3 separate regions of the Mus musculus genome follow, and all the other regions are linked to region 1. The links are chromatin contacts, called in public Micro-C and promoter capture Hi-C maps. All regions are on one chromosome and are shown on one strand. Each heading gives the region's core, a stretch centred on a gene start, on an enhancer-like site or on the middle of the called end of the contact. The rest is flanking DNA. Distances are from core to core; before and after follow the strand shown.

Region 1 (4,827 bases), core at 988-3,487:
CACAGGAGCCCAGAGCACACAGGTGCACATACAGAGACACAACACAAATACACAAACAAATGCTGACTTCAGGCTGGAGGAGGGGCATTAGAAGGAGAACCCCTTAGCTTCCTCAGTCACTGATTCTGCTGGGGCTCTGGAAGCTTCACCGGAGAGGTCTTGACACAGAAAAGGTTTGGGGCAGGCTTAAAGTGGCTGTTTGGAAGACCTGGACCTAAGGCATACTGGGTCTAAAGGCTTCCCTTCCGCTTGCCCCTGGGTGCAGCAAAGGGCATATCCCCTGAACTCTCTGCTTGTGTTGGTAGGGATGGGTAAGGATGTGCCGGAACACTGAATTCTTGAGGTTAATGTATTGTAGCTTGTTGGACATACAGTGAGCTTCCTCGATCTTGTGTGTGTGTGCACCAGTATGCCAGTACCAGGTGTGGGGATGTGTGTTGGGTTGCACCTATTGCAGGAGTGGTATATTTTGAGTATGGGTTGTGAGGACATGGTATGGTAGAGAAGCTGGGTTAGATAGATGATAAGATGATAGGAGATGGAGGTGGATACTTAACAAGGTGGTGTTGGCTGCCTAGGCCTAGAGGTAGAGGCAAGCCTTTCCCACCCATTCCCATGGTTTTGTGGAGGTGTGTCTGCTGATGGGCTTCCAGTCTTTCATTCCTAGGAGTGGATATTGTTGGTATAGAGAGACTCCCTTCTGAGCTATCCACCCCCACTCCCATTAGCCCCTGGTGAGAAGGAGCAGTGTAATTAAAGTACCAACCCCTTAGACCCACCCCAGAGGAGGGTGGGGCTCCAGCCCCCCTGCAGCTGCTTTTCCTTTGGGTGGAGAAGTGAGACTGAGGGAAAGAGGGAGGGGGAGGGCCCAATCCCCGCCTTTTCAAATGCAACCGGAGACCAAAGGCAATTAGACCATTGGGACCATTTCCGACCTGGCGCCGCCAGCCCGGGAAGTGACAAGGTAATTTGGACCTCTGACCGACGTGCAAACTGGTCGGAGGGCTGCAGCCCTCCGGAGACCAGAGTCCGCCACGATTTTACGGTCCTTTATATTCTCCGGGCTTCCGCGCCTCCTTGTGCCTTGCTCCCCTCCAGTCAAACTGCCCGGACAACCGTTTGATCTTGCCCTACCCGACGGATGTGTCTTTCCGTCTTAGCTGAATCATTCCCACAAAACTCGGGGGTTGGGAGGTTGGGGTGCGTTTTGGACCCCTCAAGTCAAGACTTGTGCCAACGCTGACATTCGTCCAGGCACAACTGTCACTCTAATGGGATAACACGAGAGCCCTCACACACACTAAGGTGCAGAGAGCAAAAGAGTTGTTCAGGTGCCCCCGCCCCACTCACCCAACCCCCAGCCATCCTGCCCCAAGGGAAAGGAGCATCTTGCACCTGGCCTGAGATGAAGGGAACTGTGGGTGGAGTGGGCGGACCGGGGAGCGGAGGGGCAAGGTGGCTACCTTTGCTGTGCTGGTACTCGGCGTTCCCGGTGGCGCAGTCTGGGGTGCAGCTCACCTCGATTTCTTCATAGAAATCCGATTCGGTGTCTGAGCTACTAGGTTGCCCTTGGCCAGAGAGGCTGTCCGCGGAGGGGACTGGGGGTCCCGGGCCAAGCATGGCCGCTCCAGCAGACCGTGGCTCGGCGCCCAGCCCTGCAGCACTGCCTGCTAGTCCATCGACCGGCTCCTCCTCCTGGCCTCCCCCGCCACGCTCCCGGGAAGTCGGAGGGCCGGCTCGCGGGCTCAGGCAACCGTGGGGCACCATCTTCTCTGGCGGTTCAGGCAGCGGGCTGCTCACGGCTTCGGACAAATTAGAGACCCTCTTACCAACCAGAGTGCCAAGCTGACCCCCATCCAGAAACATAACCATGTCCTTTCGGCTCTCCATCCCCGGACTCTCCAGAGGGGGGGAGGGGGAAAACCCCCAAGTAAGCTCCTAATCCCAGGCTCCCTGGGATCTTGGCTGAGAAGAGGAGCTAAGGCGACAAGGCAGGCGCCGGGTAGCCCCAGCGCCGTGTCGACGGCGACCGCGGAGATGGCAGTGGGGAGCTAGGGTCACCTTGTGATGCGAGCGCTCCTCTGTGCCGCACCGCCTCTGGGAGGAAGCCCCATTGCCCTCTTCTTTCTAAGCTGTCATCCTCCTGCTGCAATCGTCATTACAGTACCGCTGGTGACGCCACTCGGCGAACGCAAGTGGATAAATAGAAACGTCTGCCACAGTGAAGATGAAAGGAGACCCGCAGCTAATGGCTCGGCAGTGATGCGCCAGGTGTGGGCCTCGCTCGAATGGGGAGGAGAGTGTGAAAACAGAGAGACACACACACTGGGAAAGGGAGACACCCAGACACAGAGGATGCAAATGGAATTCCGCACACAGAAAAGGGAGCGCTTAAGGCGCGCAGCGAGTTCCACAGGGGCAACAGGACTTGGTAATTGAAAAATGCTTTTGAAATTTTATTTTATTGTTGTTTTGACTTCTGTTTTCTTAACCTGGTGTCTAGATCTAATACTAATGAAAGAATCCATAGCTACTCTTTGGAAGCTGTTTACAAACCCAGGTTTTCTGAGTATTAATACAACCGCTTGTCTTTTTTTTTTTTTTTTTTTTTTTAACCAGCTACTGAAAAGGTACCCTCCACCTCAGTTGTCTGGGGAGCTTGAGCCTAAAGTACCCGTTCCTCCCTCATCTCCCCAACCCCATCTGTCTCCCTCCTAAGAACCAAACTTTATTTTCATCCCCTAACAGCCAAAAGATATCGTTTTCCCCTTTGAGAACCGGCCTTGTGTGCTAACACAGTGTTCCTCGATTTTAGAAGAAGAAGAAAAATCTCTCCCCACCCAGATCACCTGGCTAAAATTCGAAGTGTTCAATGAGTTGTTGTTGTTAATTATCTCTATCTAGATGGCCTGATTTGAATTTGGATTGGCTCTTCATAGAAGAAAACATCTTTTGGTTTGGCTTATCTCCGGGCTATTTCAGGTATGTCGGTTAGGGAAAGGGTCTAAGATTGGCCTTTCTTTTTCTGTCTGTATTTTAGGTATTTCTACAGAGTCAACGAATTCTGCCACAAACGGCGTGTTCTAATGAAAAGGAGCTGGCAATCCGGCCCCCTGCTCTGGTAGTACGGAAGGAGCCCAGGTAGAAGGTGCTGGCCTTCTCTGATGGTTTTAGGGCAGCTGTGGGTAGATTGTGTGGCAAAGAGTATCAGCAGGGTTTGAGCTTGCAGGGTCCTCTCCTGGGCTCTACCCAAAAGAGATTTTCTGTGTCCAAAGCTAGAGGTAGGAGAGAAAGTTGTTGAAATGTCATGGGGAAAACAAAAAACAAAAACAAAAAACAAAAACAGGCAGTAGGCGGGGTGAAGGGACTAGGCTAATCCTCTGAGGAGGTGAAGGTCTGGACCTGTGGAATTCTGGGACTTGGTGTTTGGGAGAAGGAGTAGAAGAATCTCCTGCGGAGCCTGGCAGGTGGGCCAGATTGAGGGGCAGAGGTGAGCACCCTCCGAGTTTAGCTCCTCCATCCCCCTCTCTGGCTCCCCCTGCAATATTTTCCACTAGTGAGCAGCCTGCCCTCTTAGCTGAAGAAGCGGGGGGTGGGGATAAAAACTCCTGTGTCCCAAGGCAAAGCCCCAGCTTCTAAGAAAGTTCCTGTGATTCCCTCATTGTCCTCTGTCTCCTACCCTTTTCTCAGTTTCTCTCTACCCTTCCCTCAATCTGGCTGATTTAGGATTATGGAAATAATGGAGGAAGCCAGAGGTTTAGGAAAACGACTCTGGCTTTCCATTTCTCTCCTGATGCAGCAAATGTTTGTTAATCTTGCCTGGGGAACAAGGGCAGATGACAAGAAGGGTGGTATCCAAGCAAATGTGTCCACTCCCTATTAACCCCCAAAGCCAGCAGTTGCTGAACACTGCCAGCCCAGAAATCTAGAGAAAGATTTCAGAGGCCAAGGCAGAGATGGGGTCAAGGGGATAGTGAGTTCTCGGATCTTCTCCTGCCCTGAGGAGATATCCACCAATTCTGGCTTGTCCTGGCTTTCTCACTCCAGCCAGAGTCTGCTTGGTCTCTCTGTTCTCTAGACTCCTGAATCTGTCTCAGGGCTGCTGCTGCTGCTGCATCTTCTGGGGCTGGGCCTGTGAGACACCCACTCTCCCAGCCCCCCCCCCCCCCCCCCATGAACTAGCCACTACTTCACTGCCCTCCCTCTCAGAGGGAGGCTGGTCTGACTTCCCTGCCCCGCCCCCAGCTTTGCATTCAATGGGAATGTTCAACGTTTGATCCCCTTTTACTCAGCATTTTCCCTAGAGATGAAAGCAGAACAGAATTGTGAGATCAAGGGGTGCCATTTAGTCTCCTTCCTGGGTCAGTCGGATGGAGCCAGGCTTTCCTTACATCTCCAGGAGGGGCCTCAGACTCTCTGAAGGCTGCAGCCTCCTGTCTGCTCCAGATCTGAGCTTCATGAAAATCCCTTCTCAGCCCACCCCCAGTCCCAAATTCCTCCCCAGACCCCAGCATAGCTTTTTAAAGCAGCCTCCATCTACTTAGCATCCTAGTTTTGAGGTCCCTACTTGAACCTCTCCCTACCTATGCCGATGCTTAAAGAGAAAAAAAAAAAAAAAAGAAAAGAAAGAAATCCAACTAAATGTCACTTCTAATATCAGCAATTGGCCGACTTCAAATGAAGGGAGTAGAATTTTTCACTGCAGATGAAAAGAGAGTGCTGGAGAAAGACACGGTTTGGGGGTTTTTGTTCTGTTTTGTCTTGGGTTGTTACTGTTTTTGTTTTTCTTCCTGCTTGGGAAGTGTGTTTTAATCTTCACTATCGTTG
Region 2 (4,827 bases), core at 1,282-3,781, 970 kb before region 1:
AACAAGAATTTTAACATTTTCAATGCCCATGCTTCCCATAGGAGACTTATGCCACTTCATCGCTAGATGCCAATAAATAATGCTGCCACAAACTTGAAGAAGGGGTGTCAAGCGATCTCCAGCCACGAGCTCCACAAAGCCTGCTCTATGGCCAGAGTATGTTGGAGAAAGTAGATCTAATTATAACCAAACACGTGTTCTTCAAGAATGCCACCTATTTAGAACATAAAATTTCCTCTACTTAGCTTCCTCCATCTCCAAATCAAAACGCCTTCAAACACCTTGTCCCCCAGCCCAAAGCTTCTGCCTCTGTCTGTTTTTACTGGATTTCTGCTATCATTATTCACTCACGCCCAAAAGTTTTCACTCTTTGTCCCCGAAACAAGTCACACGTGGTGGTGTTTTTGCTGCTGGTGTTCTTTTAAAGAGCAAGTGGGGAAGAACTCAGTTCTCTAAATTGGGCGTTTAACTTCCTCTACAAACATAGAAACTCAAGGATAAGGATAAGAAAGTACCGCGCGCAGCAGCAGCAAAGTGTTGTATGGTACTTTCAGCTCTCAGACACTTCCTTGACTTTGGAAATAAAATGTCAAATCTAGATCCTTTCCCGCTAAACCTGATTTAGTCAGGTCCTTCATCCTTCTCCTAGGCTCGGTTCACGGGGCTCTGGGCTCTTAGCTGTGGCTTATTGCTTTCCTAAGTCACTGCAGGCACAAGCTATTAGCATATAAGGCTTCTAAACCTTTCCAGGGATTTTTCTATCCAGGCTGAACATTCTCGCGTGGGAAAAACGGGCCTGGATAGTGCCTTTCTTAAATAATAGAAAAGGGCAGATTGAGCGTTCATCAGGTACTGAGCTCGCTCAGGCACCAGAAGCTCTTCAGCTCACTCCTGGGACAGCATTCCCCCTGGGGGAAACTGTAAAAGGCGGGGGCAGGCCGAGTGATAACGAGGTGGGCGGGAGAGGGATGGAGGAAGAGGGGTAGGGAAAGAGAGGGCAATAGCTGTGTCCAGAGAACCCGCAATTGCCCCGGGGGATGGGGGCATAGTTGCTTTGACAGCATTCTGAGCCCCCAAACCCTTGAATATCTGAAGCCCTTAATAAAACACTTACTGGCCTGCAGAATGACGTAATGGACCTGTAGCCAGCCTTTATTCTTTGACACATGTCAGGAAGAGGGAAAAATAAAAAACCAAGCAAGCGTTGCTGATACTGACAACGATGTACAAGTAGCCCACTCTAGTTCCCAGCGTTGAACCAGCATCAAGTGGGGGCGGCACTCGTCCAGGGAAAGCTGGAGCTTTTTCTACTAGACACTCCCTGGAAATAAATCTATGACTAGAAAATAAATGAAAAATTAAAGCGGGCTATAGTCCCTCTAAAGTGGCTTAGTGGGGGCGGTGTCTGCTTGTCTCAACCCTTTAAGAACTTTGTGAAAAGTTTAAGCGGTTCGATAAAGAATCTGGCTCAAAGGCAGACTCTGTCGCCCGGTCCTGAGAACCGCCTGGGTGCAGTGCGGCTCGGGCCCCAGCTGTCATTTGGGGCAGCAGCCCGGAAGAAGTAAGAGTGCCAGCGCAAAGGGGACGGAGGCGGGAGGCGGCTGCAGGAGTGAAGGCGAGGGCTGCGGAGCACTCTCGAGCTGGAGCGCCTGGAGCGAAAGTCAAGTCCCCCTCCAAGGCAACCGACCCTCCCGCTGCAGCCGGCGGCCGGTCGCGAGAACTGGCAGCGGCCGCTGGGCACCCGGGAGAGGGAGAACCCCCTGCGAACTCGCTCGGCTGCCCCTAGGTGACCAGGCGACTTTGCCGCAACGGTTGGAAGTTTGCTAACTTTCTCCCGGGGTTCCGCTGCATCACTGAGAAACGGGATGCGAGGAGGCTCCAGGTTCCTGGTCTGTTGCTGCTGCTGCTACCACTGCCGCCTCCGCCGCCGCCACCACCACCGCCGCTTGACCACACTTCAGAAGGGTTCCACACCATGCCGGGGCTCTGGAGGCAAACATACACCCCCGATTCATAACTGTTCCCCGTGTCAGGGAAACTCACGCGCGCTCCCATACACGCACGCACACTGGGTCGGACACGGCGCTGGCTCCACTCAGCATCCCTCCAGTCGCACGGCGCAGCAATCACCAAGAAGCGCTCCGGGACGGACACGGCGTGGGGTCTCTGGGTGACTACAGGACACAGCACAACTCCACAGTCCACCAGCAATTGGGGCCGGACTTCCTTCTGATCCGCCAAAGTGTTTACAAACACAAATCAAGGGGGAAAAAATGCATCGCATCCTTTCTACTCCTTGCCCTGTGACCTGCCCATTGGACTAAGTAACCTCGCGGCTGCAGCGATGAACCAACCCCTGCAAACAAGGACGCTCCGGAGTCGGCTCGCGCGGCAAGTGCAGCGAAAGTGGCTAAATGCAAAAGGCCCAGAAGTGGCCGCGCCGTATTTTTAGGAACTTACCAAACAAGTGTGGAGAAGGCAAGAGCCGAGCCCGGGTGAAGGGACCACGTTGGACTGAGCAAAGATTACAATACATTCTATTTAGAGTGCATTACATCACCCCCCCGGTGACGTCACGTGGGATTCCTGAACTTCTAAATCATTGCGGTCCGTTGGGGAAAAGGAGGGAGAGAGGGGCGGGGCCCGCACGCCGAGGGGGCGGGCCCGGTCTCCGCCCCGCCCAAATCCCGCCCCTCGAGCGGACCCGGGTGCTTGCGGCGGCGTCCGCGATCGCGCAAGCAACAGCTTGCACAGCCCAGCGCCGAGTAACACGGCCCCCCGACATTAGTGGTGTGAGTCAGCTTGGAAACAATCCTGAAGGTTTCAAACAGAGCCACGCAGGAGACACCGGCACGAGCTCTTCTGCAAGAAGTGTCTGTAGGGTCAGAAAGAAGTAAGGTTTGGGGTGTGTGCATGAGGTGGTAAGGATGCTGAAGGAGGTAGAAAGAGACATTTACACTTACAAATGCAGGCCACTTCCTACTTCCCTACCCCAGCCACCGAAGATACCCAGATCCTTTGCCTGTGACAGCCATGACCTCATTGCAGCGTTCTCTGCATGCTGGCTTCTTAGTATCTCCATTTCGCCGCCCCTCTCCTCATCACGCTCAAGGGCATATAACTTCTTGTGCACACTCAGTAGGACTACACACAGCCTTCCCTGGTCTCGCACCTTGCATGTGCTGACCTGTGAGAGAATCTCTCTAAAGGCGAAAGGCGAATCTCAGCCAAGAGCCAAATGATGAGCCGGATTTAGACTCCGCGTCAGCGCCGGAAGGGCCCTGGCCATTGCTTCCAGAGCCTCTGCTACTGGCCCAAGCTCGCCGGCTGGGAAGCAGTCGAGCCAGGGCTAGAATACAGGATCTAGGGCCAGGTCTGCAAAGGGAAAAGAGGACTGACCTTTTTCAGCATGGGCCAGAAGCCACCGCTCTCACCTTCCTCATCCCTGGCAAGGGCTAGATTTCCTTTTGGAAGCTCTCTCTCCCTTTGGGGAGCATTGAAAGCCTGTTCGAAATGACCACTGTCATCCAACAACAGCTCACACTTTGCCAAACACTTGAAGCCACACCATTTTCTTCTTCCTCATATGACTTTGACAGAATAAGGAAAAGCGGGGAGTGTGTTGTAATTATCTCTATTTCACAGCTGAGCTGAGGCAGACAGACTCAGAAGGCTAGGAGCTCTCCTGATCATCAGGGACCACTCTAGCGCATGTCTAACCCCAGATCTCACCTGGGTTCCTTGGTAGAATCAGGCATATTAATTCTTTTCTGATGGCTGACTGGTTAGAACTTCAACTAAGAGCTTGCTGGCTGGGAGTTGGATCTTTGCTTAGGAACAGTTTAGCCCCCATTAACAAACAATAATGGCTCCTGACATTTATGTAACATCTGACATTTATATAGTGCCTCTCATCCCAATGCATCACAGCCTGACTGTGTAGTCTGCCAGAGGATCATGACTAGACTGGCTAGGAATCGTAATGCTTTGCCCAAATTGTCACATTTCTGAGCTGGTTTTGACATACTAAGTGGAAGAGCTTTCTATTTCCTTTCTGGTTTGAAGTGTTTAGCCCCTCCTCCCCCACCACTTGTCTTCAGGGTTCCCTGAAATCACAGGGACTGACAACTCCCTCTTTCCTTGTAGCCTTCCTATAAGTTCTTCTGTGAATTTTCCTCTCCTCTTCTCCATGGGACACTGAAGGAACTGTGAAAGAAGATGCTGGTCCTAACCTGAAACAACAAAACCTTGACTGTGATGGCTCAATTGTCTGGGTTTAGGGAAGGAAACCATGGTTCACTGAACAGCAGCTTCCGTATCCACCTTCCATCTCAATTTCCAGTACAGCCTTGCTCACCCAGAGCAGAGAGCAACCTCCTTCCTCAGAGAAAAAGAAAGTGCCCAAAGGAATTGAGCCAGCTTGAAGCTAAGAGCTGGGGTTTTCCCCCTGGTGGATAAACCAAAGGAATGAAGCGAAGAATTAAGTGGGCAAAGCCAGGGTGATGGTCACAAGATTCACACACCTGCAAGGAGTTAAATGACTCAATTCACAGAATTATCTAAACATAAGAAGCATGAATAAATAAGTTTTCATGAAAGCACTACCCAACTTTCATAATGCAACACTGGGAATATTTACAGTAACTCAAGAATTATATCACTTGCATTAACAAGTGTTCTCGGCCCTGGGAGAGTGCTTTGTAAGCCCCACCTTCTCCCTGTTATTGAAAGTACTGGGACTGAGGCATTCGGTGATGTTAGTAAACTTAAGCCAGATTTTGAAAAAGAGAATTTCCCCCATCATTCTTTCATCTGTAGCATGGGCAT
Region 3 (4,827 bases), core at 1,139-3,638, 700 kb before region 1:
GTTTAGGGACCAAATATCTGCCTGTCTTCCTTGTTGTCTCCAGGGAAAAAGGAAAGAAATGATATGTATAATTTTAAAGGAACTTCTTAAAGATTTTAATGATTATATACTCCAGTTTTACTTACATACAGAGAGAAGGTGAAGTGTTTGGGGAAGAGATTGGGAGTCATTTATTTCTCTAATCTTGGGTAGTCTCGGAGAGCTCATTGTGTATATTCAGGTGGATGCATTTAGAAGGGTTCCAACCAAAGCAGAGGGTGAGCTTTTTAAGAGCCCTGTCTTTGTGAGTGTATACATTACTGGCATGCAGCACTGTCGTGCTGTGCTGAATGTTCCCAGCCTTACTGTAACTGATAGCTTTTATACCCTGAACAATTGGACCTCGAGACTACCATGATATGATAGGTTCTGACATTTTTGTATGGATTTGAATGAAAAACTTAACCACTGTTTGATTTGAGGACTAGGAGTCTTTATTTCTGAAGAGCTCACCAGGTAAGGGTCATGCTGTGCCCTCTATGGGACCATGCCCTGTCACTCTCAAAGGACAAATTTCCTAGCATACCTAGCTTCACTATTCCCAACAGTGAGAGGTCTCAGGTGTATATCTCTGTTCTTTGGCTAACATCCATGAATTTGATATTCTTTGTGATCTCTTGTGTTTATGAGCACAGGGGTACTGTGGAAGACAAAAAGACAGAGGAAGGGTGAGTGAGCCTCATTTTCAGAAATCACTCTACCAGGCTGACTTCTGTTGACTCCTGAGTCCTGCTTTAGAGAATGCATAGACTTCATTCATGTCCTGTTGCACTTGGCCCTAACCAAACCCTTAATACTACGCACAGTTTGTTCCTCAGCATCTTGTGTTCCAGCAACAGCTAAGTGTTGAAGCCATTACAAGCTTTGGAATATGGATGTAGGTGGGCAGTAACTAAACTCACATACTTATAGTGCCTCACTTATAAATGCCCAAGAATTCAGCTCTCAGGTTGTGGTGAGTGCATTGTGTAAAATTCCCTTATTTTTTGACTACTTTCGGGTTGAAAGAATTTGTTTATAGACACTATGGGAATGTTAAACAGGTAGGGGTGAGTCTGGTTCATTTCAGTGGTCTTTTGGTTCCCTTTGGATTTAATGAGAAAACCTTGGTCTAGTAAGTTTCACTTATATCAATTTATTCTCTATGTGTCTGCCTCTAGTAATGTGCATGCATTCACTTAACTAGTAAATATCCCTAAAAATTATCAGCACCAAATTGCTTTATTAAAAAGCAGATTTTTAGCAGACTCCTACAAATGGCACATATATTTGTACTTGTGTGCTAGCTATGTAAATATAATTTCAATTTCTTAAAGTTTTTATCATTCTATTATTTTATATCTAAAAGACTCAAGGAGTGATAGTTGATAATGTTGTTAGCAATTAAAAGACACATAATAACTATACTTTTTTCTAAATTCTGTCCCCATTGTGTGTGTGTGTTAGGGCCAACTTGTTCTCTAGAAAATATAATGTACCAAGTGGTGTGTATTTTATATTATATCTCTTCTCATTCCTCCTTGATTTTTTTATAGTGATCATGCTTAACCTTTGTATTAAGAAAAGGTTAAATATTAGTTTAATGAAGACTGCTTTAGCATGCATTTAGAAAATGGGGGGACTTGTTCTTTTTGCTACCATATTGATTTATTTCCCTAAATATAGAAATAAAAAATCTTCTCATTACCCTCTAGCAAAGTTCCTGAACAGCTGCAGAAGGGACAGTGTTGATAACTTAAATACATATTTTTAATCTCTTAAGCATAGTTTAAAAAGCACATTCCTGCCTCTCTTCCCGTACCAACTCAATCACAGTGCTTCATATTGAGACTTCCCCACACCCCCAAGTCTGCATTTTTATTAGGCATCACAAGTGATTGTCTTGTAAAATTCAGTTTGAGAGCCACCCTTTGACCTGAGATTTCCTATCCTTTGTAAGGACTGAAGTATCTTCTAGGTTTCTTGTTTGTTTTAAAGGTTTGTAACAACTGTACATCTGTATCACACCCTATTATTGTCAGAAATACTGACAGACAAATGAGTCTCTGGTTCTCTCAGATGTTGGCTAGAAGGCACATACTCTGTGAATACTCAGGGACTATTTACAGAGGCCCTGCTGGATGAATTTGTCCTCTGTCCAGCCCAGGAAGCAGTGCTCCTCCAGGTGGAATCTAACAGCCCTGGCGGAAGGCTCATGAAAAACAGCCTTGGGTCAGAACAGAGGACTTAGTGAGTCTTCTCAGAGGTCTGCTCCAACCTGAGTTTTCGAAGAATATCCTCTGCTTAGACTGATCGGTTAGCCCAAGAAAGTGACTCAGCATCTTGTGTTCTGACTGGTTGGTTCTTTTGAAAAGGTCATTGTGTTCAGGAATTCAGACAGTTTGAATGCAAGCAATGATAGTGTGGAAGGTACTCTTGGATCTTTGGTTTCCTGTTGATTAAACTTTGCAGCAAGCTGGTGTTAGGTTCAAGATCAGAGACACACATCTTACTGAGTTAGCCTAGAATGGCAGGCAGTTTTCAGGTTTAGCAGAAGCATCTGGAGGGCCTGTTAAAAAACAGATTTTTGACTCTACTGCCAAAATTTGAATTTCTTAAGTCTGGGGCCAGACCTGTGAACATGCTGTACTTTCTAACAGTTCCCCGGGACTGGGGTGCCTCTGGTCCAGGAACCATGTACTGAGAACTCTCGCACCTTTCTGTCGCTGTTCTTTAGAACTGTAGTTTTCACCCTGTATGCTTTAACCCCTTTGAGGGTCAAAAGACCCTTTCATAGGGGTCACAAATCAGATGTCCTGCATATCACATATTTGCATTATGATTCATAATAGTAGCAAAATTACAGTTGTAAAGTAGCAACAAAAATAAGTTTATGGTCAGGGTCACCACAGCATGAGGAACTGTATTAAAGGGTTACAGCATTAGGAAGACTGAGAACAACTGCTTTAGATCCTCAGGGTAAGTTAAGAGTTAGCAGTATTTCTCTGTAAGGATTAATGTAAGCGTTTCATAGGGCAAACCTGGAAATATACTGTGTAATCTACTAGAATCTCAAGACTTTCCTCTTGCAAATCTCACTATCATTACTGTTTCCAGCCTTGTTCTCCTAGACCCATAAGTTCCTGGCAAATGTGTACCCCAAAAGCCATCAGTGCCACCACATCCTGAGATGGATTACACATGAGGGTGCATGTTTGGTTAAGGGCATTTTCAGTTAAGTCCGTAAAGGCTTCAGGAACCTAAGGCCTGACTTAGGACAAGTTGTGTGCTTCAGAGAAGGATCTGCCCATCTGTCCATCTGCCCATGGCTGAGTTCTCACACCACCAGTGTGAGATCTCTGATCTGCTATGCAGCAGTCAACTCCACTAGCTATGTAAAAGCAAGCTTCCAAACTTTCCCTAATATATGCCCTTAAGTTGCTGATCACTGCTTAGGATATCCTAGAGTGTTGATTCAGTGTTTTAAACAACTAATCTCTTCATTAATCCCAACCTTTAGAAGGTCACAGGCAACAGAACTTTGGGTGGGAAATACATTCTACCTCCTTTTGGGAGCAATTAGTTCAAGACTGGATTCCATTTGGCCAGGAAGATTTTCAAATCAAAGAATACTAGACTTTGACCAGAAAAATGAAAGACCCTTTGGAGTTAGCTGCATCTACTCACCCCCATGAGGATCCCTGCCTTTATCTTCTCTTGTGCCGCAGACTTTTGCTTAGTTTTACAGTCTTGCAGTACATCCAGAGAAAGGAGCTTAGCAATGGTCCGGTTTGACTGACAAACCTCACAGCCCACGATTGTTCTTGTATCATCACGTTGCCCTTTCATGTTCCTTACAGTTCTCTGTTCCATGCTGTTTCTTGTCCTGGGTGAGGATTTGCTTGCCCCACCTATGCCTGCCTTGCTCTTTTATGTTTAAGGTCTAAGTGATGGGTACCTTCATCTCAAGTGGCCTGTGAGTCCCACCTCCGCCCCTGTCTTACTTATTCTCTTCTCAGCTCTCATTGCTTCCTGAAAGGTTATTGTTTTGTATTATGAGTGCATTTTCTTGTAGTGGGATAACAGTAGGGACATTTTCTGACTACTGTGTCTGGCACCTAGGTCATTGTCTAGCAAATAATAAGTATGCAACAAACATGTGTTGCATGAGTAAGTGAAAGTGAGGCAAAAGGCCACCATTTATAGGAGTCGCGAGGAGGCTGGGAGGTCTATGAATGGGGTGCATCTACAAAGAAACCCAGATCTGGCAGCTTGACACTCAGGAGATACAGTGACTTAGGGTTTTGTTGTTGTGGCAAGTAAAAATATTTATTTGGGAAACCAAGAAGCCAAAGATGAGAGTAAAGACCACCCTCTTGTGCTCTGCAGTGATAAAGGACTTAATGGGGAGAAAAGAAAAGCAGGTGCTGAGGCCCATGGGCTCTACACGGTGAGCCTGAAATGGGACATCAAGATTCACATTGGTCTTAAGTGCAATCCCCTAGTTCAGTCTCCCGGATTTATTTCTAAACTGACAGCATCATCCATCTCCCGTGGAGCCCCTATGAGAGTCAGCAGTGCCATGTGATGTTACGTAGTTGGCCGTCCAGGATGCATCCTCTGGATTGGAGGCAGGACAGGGAGGACAGGTGAAGGATGGCAGTAAACAAGATGGCCACCAGACAGCTCCTCCAGTCAGGCTGCTCACCCCAGAATGGGGGATCTTTCTGTATGAGCACTGTCAACATTTACTTTCACTTTATACATTGGATTTGCATCTGAAAAGGCCAAGTATAATCAACATTTAAA

Evidence for each region. Promoter capture Hi-C pulls out the DNA fragments that hold promoters and counts their contacts. A called contact is a pair of places that touch in the nucleus more often than the background predicts.
Region 2: a contact with region 1 is called in a Micro-C map of embryonic stem cells, with 6 times the contacts expected there. The contact joins the promoter of Creb5 here to the promoter of Evx1 in region 1. A contact is called at or near these places in 4 of 39 promoter capture datasets (embryonic stem cells, hippocampal neurons, liver and 1 more), 4 of 484 Hi-C or Micro-C datasets (all in embryonic stem cells) and 1 of 9 other capture datasets (liver).
Region 3: a promoter capture Hi-C map of embryonic stem cells shows a contact between it and region 1, with 3 times the contacts expected there. The contact joins the enhancer-like site here to the promoter of Evx1 in region 1. A contact is called at or near these places in 5 of 39 promoter capture datasets (embryonic stem cells, liver, neutrophils and 1 more), 4 of 115 datasets of contacts at active chromatin or transcription factors (bone marrow-derived macrophages, embryonic limb bud, embryonic stem cells and 1 more) and 2 of 9 other capture datasets (adipose tissue and liver).

What each region holds. Positions count from the first base shown.
Region 1 is chr6:52,310,908-52,315,734 of GRCm38.p6, reverse strand. It overlaps Evx1 (even-skipped homeobox 1), which reads right to left and starts at 2,237. Exons shown (of 3, transcript NM_007966.4): 1 at 1,464-2,237. The coding sequence starts at 1,890. It overlaps Evx1os (even skipped homeotic gene 1, opposite strand), which reads left to right and starts at 903. Exons shown (of 4, transcript NR_038163.1): 1 at 903-964; 2 at 2,165-2,431; 3 at 2,905-2,982.
Region 2 is chr6:53,285,007-53,289,833 of GRCm38.p6, reverse strand. It overlaps Creb5 (cAMP responsive element binding protein 5), which reads right to left and starts at 2,531. Exons shown (of 11, transcript NM_001327821.1): 1 at 2,461-2,531.
Region 3 is chr6:53,015,117-53,019,943 of GRCm38.p6, reverse strand. The region is part of intron 1 of Jazf1 (JAZF zinc finger 1); the gene reads left to right. Among named protein-coding and RNA genes, the nearest start is that of Gm33219, 41 kb to the right of the region's middle. Within about 2 kb of position 2,388, at least 15 of the 459 cell types and tissues checked have an H3K27ac peak or open chromatin away from gene starts, as enhancers often do. A contact at or near this core is called in embryonic stem cells, where this site is marked.